Regions from separate parts of the Capra hircus genome. Here region 2 is linked to region 1. Evidence: chromatin contacts called from public Hi-C data. All regions are on one chromosome and are shown on one strand. The core of a region is the stretch at or near the end of the contact, and the rest is flanking DNA. Distances in the headings are between cores, read along the strand shown. Region 1 overlaps ITGB2 (integrin subunit beta 2). Region 2 overlaps ADARB1 (double-stranded RNA-specific editase 1).

Region 1 (6,997 bases), core at 2,027-4,526:
TCCACACAGGTTCTTGCAAGACTGGGACCTGCTCCCTCTCCCCCTCCCCAGAAAAAGAGCCCCAGGAAGGCATGTGGGGCCCAGTCCCGTGTGTATCCCCAGGGCTGCAGAGCCCAGCCTGCTGGGGTGGAGGGCTCTCCCAGGGTTTCAGAGCAGATGTGCCGTCAGGTCTGGTTTGGGGCAGCTGTGGCTAAGGTGTTCAGTCTCTAAGGACATGAGGCTCCCTGGAAAGGCCAGGGTGATGAGCGAGGGGGCACCACAGACTCCGGTGCCCTCCGCCAGGCAGACAGGGAGGGGCTCGCACCGAGCGCTGTGCCTTTGTCGACAGCCAAAGTGGGCATGCGGCTGAGGCCCCCACCTGAGCTCAGCAGGAGGCTGGGTGCAGCCCCCTTGGGCACTGGGACCCCCCTCCCATTCCCAAGGCTGCTGCTGTGAGTCTCCCCGGGAATGCTTGCATGAGGAGAGTCCCCCCTAAACTCTGATACAGCGTGGTCTGGGTGGGAGGCCAGAGTCTGGCCCTGTTTACTGGCAACCCGGGCCCCCCTTTCCTTCTCTGTAAACAAGGACCCTCTCGACTTCATTGGGAGCCACGGGGCCTGGCCTTGTGCTCAGCTCTGAGCTCTCCTGGGCTGGGGGCCGGGGCCAGGGCTGGTTTGCTCACTACCTGCCACAGAGATCTGGCAGTGGGACCTTGACGCAGTGCGGGGACGGGGCCGAAACCTGGGGCCTGGGAGCCGGGGCAGGCTTGACGCCCCATTTGTGCCTTAGAGTGTGTGAAGGGCCCCAACATCGCTGCCATCGTGGGGGGCACCGTGGGGGGAGTTGTGCTCGTCGGCATCCTCCTGCTGGTCATCTGGAAGGCCCTGACACACCTGAGCGACCTCAGGGAGTACCATCGCTTCGAGAAGGAGAAGCTCAAGTCCCAGTGGAACAACGTGAGTGGCCTCGGGGTCCCTGCGAAGGCCCACCTCCTACCCTCCAAGCCAAGGCGTCCCCACGGGAGTGTGCGCCTGCCCCACTCCCACCCCTGAACCTCGTCCACCCTCAGTGGACACTGTTGTGGCCCAGAGCCCAGCGCCTTCCTCCCTGTGCTGACAAGCCATGTTTGCTTTTCTCACCAGGATAACCCTCTTTTCAAGAGTGCCACCACGACAGTCATGAACCCTAAGTTTGCCGAGAGTTAGGGGTGCCTGGTGAAGACAAGGCCTTCTGCACCACCCAGACGGGAGCACGCCCTCTCCTCATCCCCTCCAGCAGGCTGACCGTGACCGTGCTGCTTGGTGGGCGCGGCTGATGATGCTTAACAAGTTCACTGTTAACCAAAATGCACTGCTTTTCCTGCGCAGCATGGTGGGCGTGGCCAGATTATCCTATGGGCTCAGGGTAAGGGTCAGCTTCCCCCTTCTAATGTGAATGACTTTTGATAGCAAATCAGAGAAGGAATTGCCTACATTTTGTATGGTTACACACAGGTCCTTTGTAAAAATTAGCACAGCAGTCTGATGAAGAATTATTTATGTGTGAACTTCTCAGGGTATGAAGTTACATCCCCTTGGTTATGCCCCCAATCAATAAAAAAAAAAAATCAATAAAATCTTCCTGTGCGGAGTCTTTCATGGGAGCCAGGCTCTGATCCTCCGCCACTGCACTCTGAGGGTCCGCGTGGCCTCTGGGCCAGGGCATGGGGTTTCTTTTTCTCCTTCCTCACCTGTTGCTCATGCAAGCCTCTCTCTGTCCCTACCTGGGTCCCCCTCATAAGCAGCTTTGAGAAGGAGCAGCACCCCCCCACAAGGGGGTCCCATTGTGGAGCCTGAGTGGGGCCAAGGCAAGATGGGATAGTGGGCACCTGTCCCCCTCTCTGCTGTCTGCGCCTGCTCTCGGCTAATGATGGGACAGAGTTTGAGTGTGTTTCTTGTGGGCTGTTTTCTAGAGTGACCTGGAGGTCACGTTGACCCGACGTGTGATGACAGCAGGGGGAAGGTCCCGCCGTGATCACCAAGACCTGTGTGTATCTGCCAGTCTCAGTATGCTTGGTATGGGTCAAGGTCCAGGTGTGGCCAGTGAGAGCCGTGAGGATGGGGCAGTCCTTGGATCCCCAAGGAAAGGGCCGTACTCCCGTAAGCTAATATTTTCTGGGACTTCCCTCGTCATAGAGTTGGGAGTCCGCCTGCCAGTGCAGGGGACATGGATTCCTTCCCTGCTCCAGGAGGATCCCACATGCCAAAGGGCAGCTGAGCCCATGCACCGAAACTACCGAAGCCTAGACACCCTAGAGCCTTTGCTCTGCAACAAGAGAAGCAGGCTCACTGCAGACAGAGAGCAGCCCCTGCTCAGCGCAACCAGAGAAAGCCCTTGGGCCGCAACAACGACCCAGCACAGCCAAAAATGAAAAAGAAAAACAACCAAAAAATGCATCCTCTGTAACCCGGCCGATGCTGGCTCTCTTCATGTTACACAGATCTGAGAGGCAGACAGATGTTGAGTATGGAGTGCGTGTTTGGGAATATATATTCAAATGCATAGACATAGTTTCAGATGATATTTGCCCTTATTTTTCCCTAAAATATGTAATTCTTTATTAAAACCCCAGCATAATGCTTTGTTAAAAAGAACATCAGTTCATTCAAACAGCACTTATGAAGTTCTGTCTTTGCCAGTCACTGCAGAGAAGATTGGGCAAAGGAGAGACGCTCACTGCCTTCACGGAGGTACACGCAGGGTGGCCTCCCTGCCGGTATGAAACGATAAAGGATGCACGCTGAGACGGAAGGGCACACGGTCCAGAACTGAGTTCAGTCACTCACTCGGTCAACTCTTCGCAACCCCATGGTCTACAGCACGCCAGTCTTTCCTGTCCTTCACCATCTCTCAGAGCTTGCTTAAACTCACTGTCCGTTGAGTCGGTGATGCCATCCAACCGTCTCGTCCTCTGTCGTCCCCCTCTCCTGCCTTCAATCTTTCCCAGCGTCAGGATCTTTTCTAATGAGCAAGATTTAAAGAACCCACGTCGCCCACCAGGTGGCACTAGAGGGAGGTTGCCTGTACAGGCGCCTCAATAGACGCGGATTCGATCCCTGCGTCCGGAAGATCCCCTGCAGGAGGAAACGGCAACCCACTCCAGTATTCTCGCCTGGAGAATCCCTTGGATGGAGGAAACTGGCGGGCTACAGCCCATGAAGTTGCACAGAGTTGCACGCGACTGAGTACACACGCAAACCTCGCCCACTAGGCTTCTGCCGCTAGTAACCTGCACTGCCGCCTGTTCTCCTGCAGGGGGAGCTCCCCCCAACCTAGGGCCTCTGCCGCCTCGCCATCCGGCCGCCAATCACAGAACGTGGCCCAAGGCCCAGGCGCGCTCCCGCCTCAGAAGCCTTCTCTGCAGCGCCCTTCTCTCCCTCCTGCCCTGTTCATAAGTACGTGGGCTTGATACAGAGCAGCCCAAGGTCAACCATCTACCACCTTCGTGGTGCAGCATCCTTCTGCGCCCAGGAGAACCGGGCTGTGGTTTTCCAAAATGTTAAAACCCAATTGAACAACATGTGCCGGGGTCCAGCCCCGCCAGGATCCAGGGGAACCTGAAGGAAAAACGGCGTCAGCGGATGATTCAGAGAGAGAGAAGGAAAGCATATTGTAGATAAGAAAATAGAGGAGAGAAATAGAGGCCACAGGTGCCTTCCCGGTCTCCAGAGGGAGTGAAGACGCAGAACATCTTCCCTTTCAGGTCTTAGAAACCCAGGCAGATAAGTGAACGCAGGGAGCCTCTATGCTCCAAGGGATCAGCCTGAAATAGAAAGTAAGAGAGAAAAAAAGAGAAAGAAGAAAAACACGGGGTGACCAAGCTTCTTCAAGAGAGGCCCATTGTTTTTACTTTCAAAAGGGTCTTTTATACCTTTACTTGTACATAGAGGGAAATGAAAGATGCAAAGTCATACAGAGTCAGCCCAAACATTACATCTGTTTTGTCTTTATCAAGACCAGGATTTTTTCTGCAAACCTTTCCCATAAACAATGTTGTGTACATTATCTTCTGGCCTTGGAGGCCTGTGAACATTTTATGACCCTCTTTTGATAAAGGCTGTTTAACCAAAAAATTTATTTTCCCTTGAAATGTTTTTTCTTATATTTCTAATCTATGTCAGCCTCAAAAAGTATTAAACAGAGTTACATTCTCAGGAAGCAAAGGTGCAGTGAGTTACAAGAAAGAACCAATTAGCTCAAAAGTCTGATGTGGTTAATTTCAAGGCTACACTTGTTTTTCTTACTTTCCAACTATGTTAACTAATGCACTCCCAGGTGCACAGTGGATAAGAGATATGGGAACTTAGCAACAAGCAATGGCCCAATAATGAAATCCTACATTAGCACTACTCTAATAACTTTTAACTCTTTGAAAGGCTCTATGTTTTAGGCTTTCCGTGCCTCTCACAGTTGGGAGGCTGTAAATAATCACATGTGTAGCTGCAAGAGTCTGGATATATCTGCCAAGCAAGCTAAAATGCTAACAGAGGGGTTTTGATTGGAAATATTCTTCTCATGTCCAGGAGACTTATTAGCTATAGTTAGTTTTTTCCAGAGAAAGGTGGTCAGAGTTAGCCCCCTGTTAATGTCAGAGGAGTTGGTGAAAGTCATGAAATAGTAAAACAGACAGATTTTGGTTTTGGGGTAGATGCTCGAGAAAGCCTAGGGAACCTGTTGAGTTCTGAAGCCTTGCTTAACAGTTCTCTTCCACATGACCTTGTCATGGGTGGGATCTCCCGTGGTGGCTCCTGGCACCGGACTCTCTTCCAGACAACGCTGGGCTGCAGGTCATCCAGGCTCCCAACCTGGTTTATGTGGGTGGCTCTGCCTGTGCCTGGTCTTGACCTTACCCTCCCTGCCACTCTGGCAGGTGAGGCCCTCCTCACACCTGGTCTGCATACTGAGAGGGCCCGAGGCCCTGCAGACGCCCCCACCCCATCCCCCAGGGTCAGACAGGCAAGTCCAAGGACGTCTGGCATCTCCCCCAAGTGGCTCCTTCCTCTGGGGCCCCCTTGGTGCTGCCCCTGGGTGGGGTCCACCTGACCGTGCTGCTCATTGGCATCTACACAGACAGGCAGTCGTGATCTTATTCCCTGTCTCCCAACAAGGTGCAGTCCTCTCTGCACGCCCTGACCCCTTGGTCCCCAAACCTCCAGCTAAACCTCCTCCTTCTGGCAGCACAAGCCTGTGCACCAGAAAAAAACAGCTGGAGCCTCACCCTCCAGATCCTGTAGTGTTCTCCTTCACCCTCTGCTTTAAACATAGGGTTAGAGACTCAGATAGAGTCACAATCCTACCTCGCTTATACAGGCAACTCCCCGAATGTGAGAGGGTAACAGGCAGGAAGGCCAAGGGTCTCCAACGGGAGGAAATAGCCTGCAAGTGTCAGACATTTTTATCTCTTTTAAGCGGCAGGAGGAAACAAACCAGCAATATTTTTTTCTTCTCTATACAAATTTAAAAGGAGGTTTCTCTTAAAATACTGTGTTGCCATAATGACACCTGGTTTCACTTGGAGTTCAGTTCAGTTACTCAGTCATATCCGACTCTTTGTGACCCCGTGAATCGCAGCACGCCAGGCCTCCCTGTCCATCACCATCTCCCGGAGTTCACTCAGACTCACGTCCCGAGTCAGTGATGCCATCCAGCCATCTCATCCTCGGTCGTCCCCTTCTCCTCCTGCCCCCAATCCCTCCCAGCATCAGAGTCTTTTCCAATGAGTCAACTCTTTGCATGAGGTGGCCAAAGTACTGGAGTTTCAGCTTTAGCATCATTCCTTCCAAAGAAATCCCAGGGCTGATCTCCTTCAGAATGGACTGGTTGGATCTCCTTGCAGTCCACGGGACTCTCAAGAGTCTTCTCCAACACCACAGTTCAAAAACATCAATTATTCGGTGCTCAGCTTTCTTCATAGTCCAACTCTCACATCCACACATGACTACTGGAAAAACCATAGCCTTGACTAGACGGACCTTTGTTGGCCAAGTAATGTCTCTACTTTTCAGTATGCTATCTAGATTGGTCATAACTTTTCTTCCAAGGAGTAAGTGTCTTTTAATTTCATGGCTGCAGTCACCATCTGCAGTGATTTTGGAGTTAACTGATCACTTGAAGTTAACTATTCTCAAACCTTGAGATAACCAATGCATTTTTCTTATGGAAATGTTTATATTAAGCTATGTTAATGTTCTATGCATTTACTCCTAACTCTGTCTTCAAGTCATTTCCGCCTAATGGCTCAGAACCTGCTTGACAAACCAGTATGTTATACTGATATTGTTCCCCTAATCTATGTAAATGAAACTATTTGTATGGTAATCTGTCCTTCTACAAGATTCAAGTTAATCGTTTTATGGCCCAGGATAAACCATTTGGTGTCAAGATTATCCCAAAATGCATCTGTGGGTGAGGGGCCTGGTGCCATTCTGAGTTTTAAGACATTTTTATCTTCCCTGGTGGCTCAGACGATAAAGTGTCTGCCTACGATGCTGGAGACCCGGGTTCAATCCCTGAGTCAGGAAGATCTCCTGGAGAAGGAAATGGCAACCCACTCCAGTATTCTCACCCGGAAAATCCTATGGACAGAGGAGCCTGGTGGACTACAGTCCATGGGATCACAAAGAGTCAGATGTGACTGAGCAACTTCACTTTCACTTTTTCTTTCATTAACAGACTGCTGAAGACTAGCAGGGGGGTACTCTTTTTGCCCCCTTCTGATGCCTATGTCAGAAGCTTTCTCTATCTCCTTTATACTTTAATAAAACTTTATTACACAAAGCTCTGAGCGATCAAGCCTCATCTCTGGCCCTGGATTGAATTCTTCTCCTCTGGAGGCCAAGAATCCTGGCCATCATTTCATTCAGCAACAACCTTTCAGATGTTTGTTTCTAGACTGTGGGTGCATTTCAACAAGCTAATTTTGTGGGTTTGTTTTATCCTTTAACAATGACACCTCCATCATGCACCATCCTGTCTCCTT
Region 2 (6,997 bases), core at 1,471-3,970, 230 kb before region 1:
TCACAGGTCCCCGTGAGAGCTATGTCACTGTGCATCCTTAATTTCTCTTTTACTACATTTGGATATGGTCATAATTATAATTATTTCAATTCAGAATTAGAAGGGGAGTCTATACATGTTTGTCATAAGCAGACTGCGGGGACTGATGGCAATGAGACACTGAGGAAAGCCTCAGCGTCTGAGCAGAGCCAGGCCTCCCTGGAACCCCCTCAAGTTAACCCCGAGGGAGCTTACAGGCTTCCCAGGTGGCACTAGTGGTAAAGAGCCCGCCTGCCAATGCAGGAGATGTAAGAGACTCGGCTCGATCCCTAGCTCGGGAAGATCCCCTGGAGGAGGGCATGGCAATCCACTCCAGTATTCTTGCCTGGAGAATCCCATGGACAGATGAGCCTGCTGGGCTACAGTCCGTATAGGGCCGCAAAGAATCAGACAGGACTGAAGCAACCTGGCCTGCACAGCACGCACGGGCCCTTAAACTCTGCAGAGGGCTCCACAGCACAACCTCAAGAGGCCCCAGCCTCAGAAGGTATTCTCACCTACGAAACACAGGAAGCAACTTCAGCCTGTTTAAGGAGCAAGAGAGGTGGAAGCAGGGACCGGCCTGGAGCTAAAAATACAGGCTGCCTGCAGCGCTCCCGCCAGACGGCAAATGAGGCTACTGATCAGGAGTGCGTCAGCCAAGAGATACTTTATCCAGCCAGAAGCTTGCGTGCTTTTTTCTTTTTCAAATCACTGTGAAAAAAAGATTAATACACGGGATTACGGTTGCTAGAATTAGCTCTCATTTTATGAAACAAATGTGAAGTGTTTACTCTGCAGGTACCACCTGTCAGCACAGACTCAGCAGAAGACCTGATTCCTGACACTGGGTGTCTGACCATTCCGCCCTCCGTTCTGCTTCAGATGCCACCTCCTGCCCTTGCTTTTGTTCCTGTGCCTTCAGGGACAGCTGGCTTGTGCACAGGATTGAAAACAATTCGCTTCTTCACTGCATGCTTACGTCACATTAAAAACACTTTCTAGTTCACTTCAACAGCATAATTAAAACGATAGTTTACATCCCACTATAATTGGTTCTGTGGCTTAGCTCTGAAAGCACCTGTCTAGTAAACAGGAGATCTTGGGTTTGAATCCCAGATGGGCCTAAGAGGGCAATGTTTTGGGGGCTTCCCTGACAGCACAGTGGGAAAGAATCCACCTGCCAATGCAGGAGATACAGGTTCAATCCCTAGGTCAGGAAGATCCCCTAGAGAAGGAAATAGCAACCCACTCCAGTATTCTTGACTGGGAAGTCTCATGGACAGAGGACCCTGGTGACCCACAGTCCATGGGGTCATAAAGAGTCAGACACGACTGGGCAACTAAACAACAAGAATGCTACATCTACAGCACCCTGGATGTGAAAGTGGAAGTGAGGTCGCTCAGTCATGTCCGACTCTTTGCGACCCCATGGACTGTAGCCTATCAGGCTCTCCATCCATGGGATTGTCCAGGCAAGAGTGCTGCAGTAGATTGCCATTTCCTTCTCCAGGAGGGGATCTTCCCGACCCAGGAATCGAACCCAGGGCTCCTGCATTGCAGGCAGCCGCTTTACCGTCTGAGCCACCAGGGAAGCCCACACGGCACCCTGGATGTAGGTGGCCATAAACCCCAGCTCACTTGCAGTGCTAAAGCACGGTCTCACTCTGGGCTTTGTACCATCTCCCAACCAACTCCGGCTACAGAGAAACTGATTTAAGATCACTAATTGAGCTAAAAGATGAGTTGTGGTTAAAAACACAACTCCATCCTACTGGCACAAGCAGCGGTAAAAGTAAGCATGGTTTTGCCCTCTCCATACACTTGCTGGCTATGTAGAAAAGAAAAAAAAAAAAACCAGAAAGCACCAGTTGAAGATTAGACAAAACCTCTTTTAAAGGTTTCCTTGGAAACCAGGGACCTGATGTTCCCGATGTCCACAAACACAGAAACGACAGGTGGGGCCCTCCAGGTACAATTCCCGGGCCCTGTGGTCAGGCATGGCACATCTCCCGGCCCTAACCAACCCCATGGATGGCTCCACGCCCGCCACGGCCGGGGGGCTGTGTCCTGGCTGACACGCCTCAGCCCCCAGCGAGGGAGTGGACAAACGCAGAACGCCCTCTTTCTGCACCCAGCAGCTTCTGGCAGCCACTTCCTATAATACTTCTTCCCCAAGAAAAAAACCTCCGTAAAAGTTCAGTGCTTGACCTTCCTGACTCAGTCACTCTGCAGGCCACAAACTAACCTTACGTCATACTAACTACCGGGATTTTGACTGGGTGGTCTCAGCTTCCCTCAGAAGCAGACGCTGAATCATGTAATAGTCACCAACAATGAGTACCGAAGAAACGTTCTTTTAATTACCTCAAAGAAAGTAATCTGCGGTAAGGGCTTTACAGCAAGTCCCCGGCAGTGCCCAGCCCTTGGCCACCCGCGGCGGCCACTGGGGGGCAGCAGAGCACCAGCTGAGAGGCTGTGGGGACAGAAACAGACGGTCTGTAGGAAGCTGCTAACAAAATGCATTTTAAACAGCCAGCCAAAAGGCTTAACTAATGAGTTTACGTGGGGCCAGAGGCATTTTTTATGAGTCAAAAGTTAGCAGAGGTTTACAGGTTCCACTCTTACTGTGAATTCCACGTGTTCCTGTGCCGCCTGGGCCCTGTGGAGCGGGTGGAGCTGAGATGATCCGAGCGTGGCGCCCGCTCGGCGAGCTTCCTTCAGGCCCTTGTCCAGCTCTCCATGCCGACCGGAAAGCCTTCCCCCTGTAACAGACGGTTCCCGTGCTTCATGTTAACTTTAACCCAACAATAAAGCCTTTCCACCACTGCAGAAGTCAAAGTGAAAAAATGAAGTCGCTCAGTTGTGTCCGACTCTTTGCGACCCTGTGGACTATAGCCCACCAGGCTCCTCCATCCATGGGGTTTCCCATGCGAGAATACTGGAGTGGGTTGCACATTTCCTCCTCTAGGGGATCTTCCCCACCCAAGGATCAAACCTGAGTCTCCTGCATTGCAGGCAGACGCTTTAACCTCTGAGCCACCAGGGAAGCCAACTCCATACATGCTGCTCATGAAAAGTCCTCTCCCAGGGAACTGATCTGCAGGCTACACAGCACAGCCCCCAAAATAACCAGCCCTCTCTTGAATATGGAGCCTTCCCTGGTGGCTCAGTGGTAAAGAATCTGCCTTCCAATGCAGGAGACGCAGGTTCAATCCTTGGGTCAGGAAGAACCCCTGGAGAAGAAAATGGCAACCCACTCCAGTATTCTTGCCTGGAGAATCCCACGAACAGGGGAGCCTGGCGGGCTACAGTCCATGGGATCACAAAGAGTCAGACACGACTGAGTGACTGAACAACTCCTAGATATGTTTCACTTACTTCTAATGTGTTCTTGGTTTTTAAAGCAGATACCCCATGATAACTCCCACCTTCACCCCCTGCCACAACAGGCAGGGGCACACAAGACACACACCATCAGCTCTCTACTCGCCAACAGGCCAGCGCAAACAAGCACCAACCCACACGCCAAGGAATGAGGCCTCGGGCAGAGTCCTGTCCGGACCCATCTTCCGAGAGAGCAGACGCCACCTGCGCAGGCCTGTGTACACGCGTGTGAGTCCAGACAGACCCGGAGTTACAGGCTCAGCATACCCCTACCCCTTCCCACCTGGGTCAGCGCTGACAGCCAGCCCTGTGTCTGGAGCGGAGCCTGGGAAACAACTCTCCAGATCACTTCCTCCCGACCAGTGGGATGATGGAACTTGCTGATATACCTATGAGACCTGACAATGGAGCGCCCGTATTTTCTTTCTGAAAAACAAACTGATATCCAAAGGATAGCTGCTTCTCCAGTGCAGACCTACCGGCCCATGTCTGCGGGGAGAACGGCGGGTCTCGGAGGGGCAGTGCCAAGACCGAGGCGGACGGTGCATCTGACCACGGGGCGGCCAAGCTGTGCAGACTCCCATCCCCAGCCCCCGGGACCCTCCCTCTGCACAGCCACAGCTGCAGGTCCTCAGGCTCCGCCACACCTCTCCACTGTGACGGGCTCAGATGCCCCCAGAACGTGTGCCAGAGGGCACACGGCATCCCCATCTCCTCTGGCAGCATCACCGCTGTGACGGGCACTCACTGCAGAGCCCCACAGGCCTGGGATTACAGGCACACAGCCGTCTTGTCCAGCACAGAGGTTCTGAGTCGAGTGCCCAGAGCTGTACCCAGCGTTGCCCACCCATCATCACCCAGCTGCAGGAGGTGCCAGCCCATGTCACTCATGAAGCCTCCTTGGGCAGGACACTAAGAACCAATGAACCCAGGCATCAGCCTAAACGATGGCCCCAGACACATGGCCAACCTCCAGATATTTGGGCGAGCCCAGCTGAGGTCCCCATCACTGCGGAGCACAGACAGGCCATCCACACACGCCCCGCAAATCCCTGACCCAGGAAGACACAAGCAGAACATCGTGGCTGTTCTCTGAAGCTGAGCCTTGGGTGTTTAAGTTAAGTAGCAAGAGACCCCCCAGAATGGAGCTACTCCAAAAATCTTGTAAACTTAGGTAAAATGAGCAAATTCCAAGCAAAATGCAACTCATCAAAGCTGACTCAGGAAGAAATGGAAAATTCGACTAGACTACCAACATTAAAGTAGAATCAAGAGAGAAAAAAAATCACTGTACGGACAACAGTCCATGCCTGGATGGCTCCCCAAGGAAGTTCGCCCAACACTCAGCAGAACACATCTGCCAAGTGCAAGGAGGAAGGAGGAAGTGTCAGCCAAACTGCTCCCAGGGACAGACGTAAACACCCTCGACAAAACGTCAGCGAATGTAGTCCTGACTAATCCTGCATGATCTAGCTGGATTTGTGCTGGAACATGAGAATGACTGCATGCATGGAAACCTATCGATGTAATCCTCTGCGCTAACAAACCTAGAGGGCCATAGGAGGACATCTCATGACCCCACTACTGGCAGCTCAGTAGCAGGCACAGTTGAGATGGATTCCAAGGGACACAGGCTTCTGTGCTGATGTAGAGAGAACGGCAAGCACAGTGCTGTTCTGAAACCCAGAACAGCGGCCTTGTCTGCATGGGGAGAGGCTGTGGTCAAGGAGGAGCTCGAGGGAGACTGAGACACGTCTGCTTTTACCCTGGGAAGGGCAGAGGACGGACGTGTCGTCAGAACCGCTCTCCTGACCCTCACGCCTCTGTAGGAGTCACACAGCTTACAACACAGATGTAGGAGAAAATCACAGGGCACAGAAGACAAACCCGCCATGGTGCCCACGGTGTTAGGGAGCACTGTCAGTGCCCACGGTGTTAGGGAGCACTGTCGGTAACGACGGGGCCCAGCACAGCTGACCCAGGAACGGCCCGGGAACGACACGGCCAAGCACGGTGCCCCGAGTCCCCAGGTCCCGTGTCCTCGGGTCGCGCGGTGCTGTAGAACTGCTGCTGACGGAAAGGTGACCCATTCACACCCTAGCTGGGCCAGGGCCAGCTGCACCTGCCACACTGTGAACCAGACGAGGCCAGTGACAGCGGCACTGCCTGCAGCAGCAAAGAGAGCCGAGGAGCCTGGGTGTAAAGGGCGGCAAGACCTCAGGCAAGGCCGGGAGAGGCAGCTGGAGCGCTCCTGCCAGTCAAAGTGCAAGCGTTAGTCGCTCGGTTGTGGCTGACTCTTTGTGACCCCATGGACTGCAGTCTGCCAGGCTCCTCTGTCCACAGGATTCTCCAGGCAGGAATACTGGAGTGGGCTGCCATTCCCTTCTCCAGGGGTTCTTCCTGGGATCCAAACCTGGGTTTCCTACATTGTAGGCAGATTCTTTACTATCGGAACCATCAGGGAGGTTTCCTATTTCTTGCAAAAGAGAAGAAGAGAGACCCTGTGGGAGAAGGGAGAGGCAGGCAGGGAGCCAGGCTGCAGGGAGAGGAGGCCAGCTGATGGCGCAGGGTCAGGAGCCAGGACCCTGCCTGGCTCGATACACCCAGCACGCCACAGGAGAAGGGCAGGGCCTGGGCACCCTAAAACTCTGGAAGGGGTGGAGGGGGTGGGACATGGAGGAGCCCTGTCAGCTGGAGGCTCCATGGTCTCCAGTCCCGGACACACCCAGGCACCACCGCCACCGCCTCCCGGAGCCCTCTCCTGGTGGCTGCACCTGGCTCAGGACACCCCCCTCTGACAGCAGCGAGACCACTCATTAGTCAGGCTGCAAGGGTTTCTGCAGGGCTTCACCGTTCTGCTGACCAAAGGAGCTCAGATGCCACAGCAATGCTGGTGAAACAGGGTCAGGTGGGGCTGAGCTCGTGGGCACTAACTGCAAACACAGAACCAGTCCTGTTACACGAACGCATCGCTCGGCACCCGATGGACTGCTGTGCCCTTGGAAACCTTGCTGACTGAATGAAGCTCTCGAATTTCCTTGAAAAGTGGTATTTATCGTTACAATTTTACTAGACTGTGGAAATCAAGCCTTCACTCTGCCCCCAAATAAGTATCTCACATTCTACCTTGCAGATGCGTAGCACCATTCGTAAGTGTGCAGAGACACAAAGCAGATACCCACTCCAGTATTCCTGGGCCTCCATTGTGGCTCAGCTGGTAAAGAATCCGCCTGCAGTGTGGGGGACCTGGGTTCAATCCCTGGGTTGGGAAGACCTGGAGAAGGGAAAGGCTACCCACTCCAGTGTTCTGGCCTGGAGAATTCCATGGACTGCATGGGGTCGCAAAGAGTCGGACACGGCTGAGCGACTTTCACTCACTCACTCTGCCCCTACATTCCACCTTGCGGGTGTGTAGCACCGTTCATAAGTATGCAGTTACACAAACCAGATTCCCTGATACTAGAGATGCCAACTATCTGAGACATAAGGCTTCACAGGCTCAAGGCAGGGGACAGAAAACGGTCAGCAGAGGGATGCTGACACTCAGGGGTACTTCCGCATCACTGGTGCCACCACCGCTTCAAGTGCTTAA

Evidence for each region. A called contact is a pair of places that touch in the nucleus more often than the background predicts.
Region 2: a Hi-C map of blood shows a contact between it and region 1, with 7 times the contacts expected there. The contact joins two enhancer-like sites. A contact is called at or near these places in 2 of 5 Hi-C or Micro-C datasets (blood and liver).

Annotation. Positions count from the first base shown.
Region 1 is chr1:144,688,975-144,695,971 of ARS1.2, reverse strand. It overlaps ITGB2 (integrin subunit beta 2), which reads left to right. Exons shown (of 16, transcript NM_001285538.1): 15 at 769-935; 16 at 1,122-1,296. The coding sequence ends at 1,184. Among named protein-coding and RNA genes, the nearest start is that of ITGB2, 33 kb to the left of the region's middle. Within about 2 kb of position 3,276, at least 1 of the 5 cell types and tissues checked has an H3K27ac peak or open chromatin away from gene starts, as enhancers often do.
Region 2 is chr1:144,917,419-144,924,415 of ARS1.2, reverse strand. ADARB1 (double-stranded RNA-specific editase 1) reads right to left here. Exons shown (of 10, transcript XM_018052170.1): 2 at 2,632-2,783. Among named protein-coding and RNA genes, the nearest start is that of ADARB1, 21 kb to the right of the region's middle. Within about 2 kb of position 2,720, at least 4 of the 5 cell types and tissues checked have an H3K27ac peak or open chromatin away from gene starts, as enhancers often do.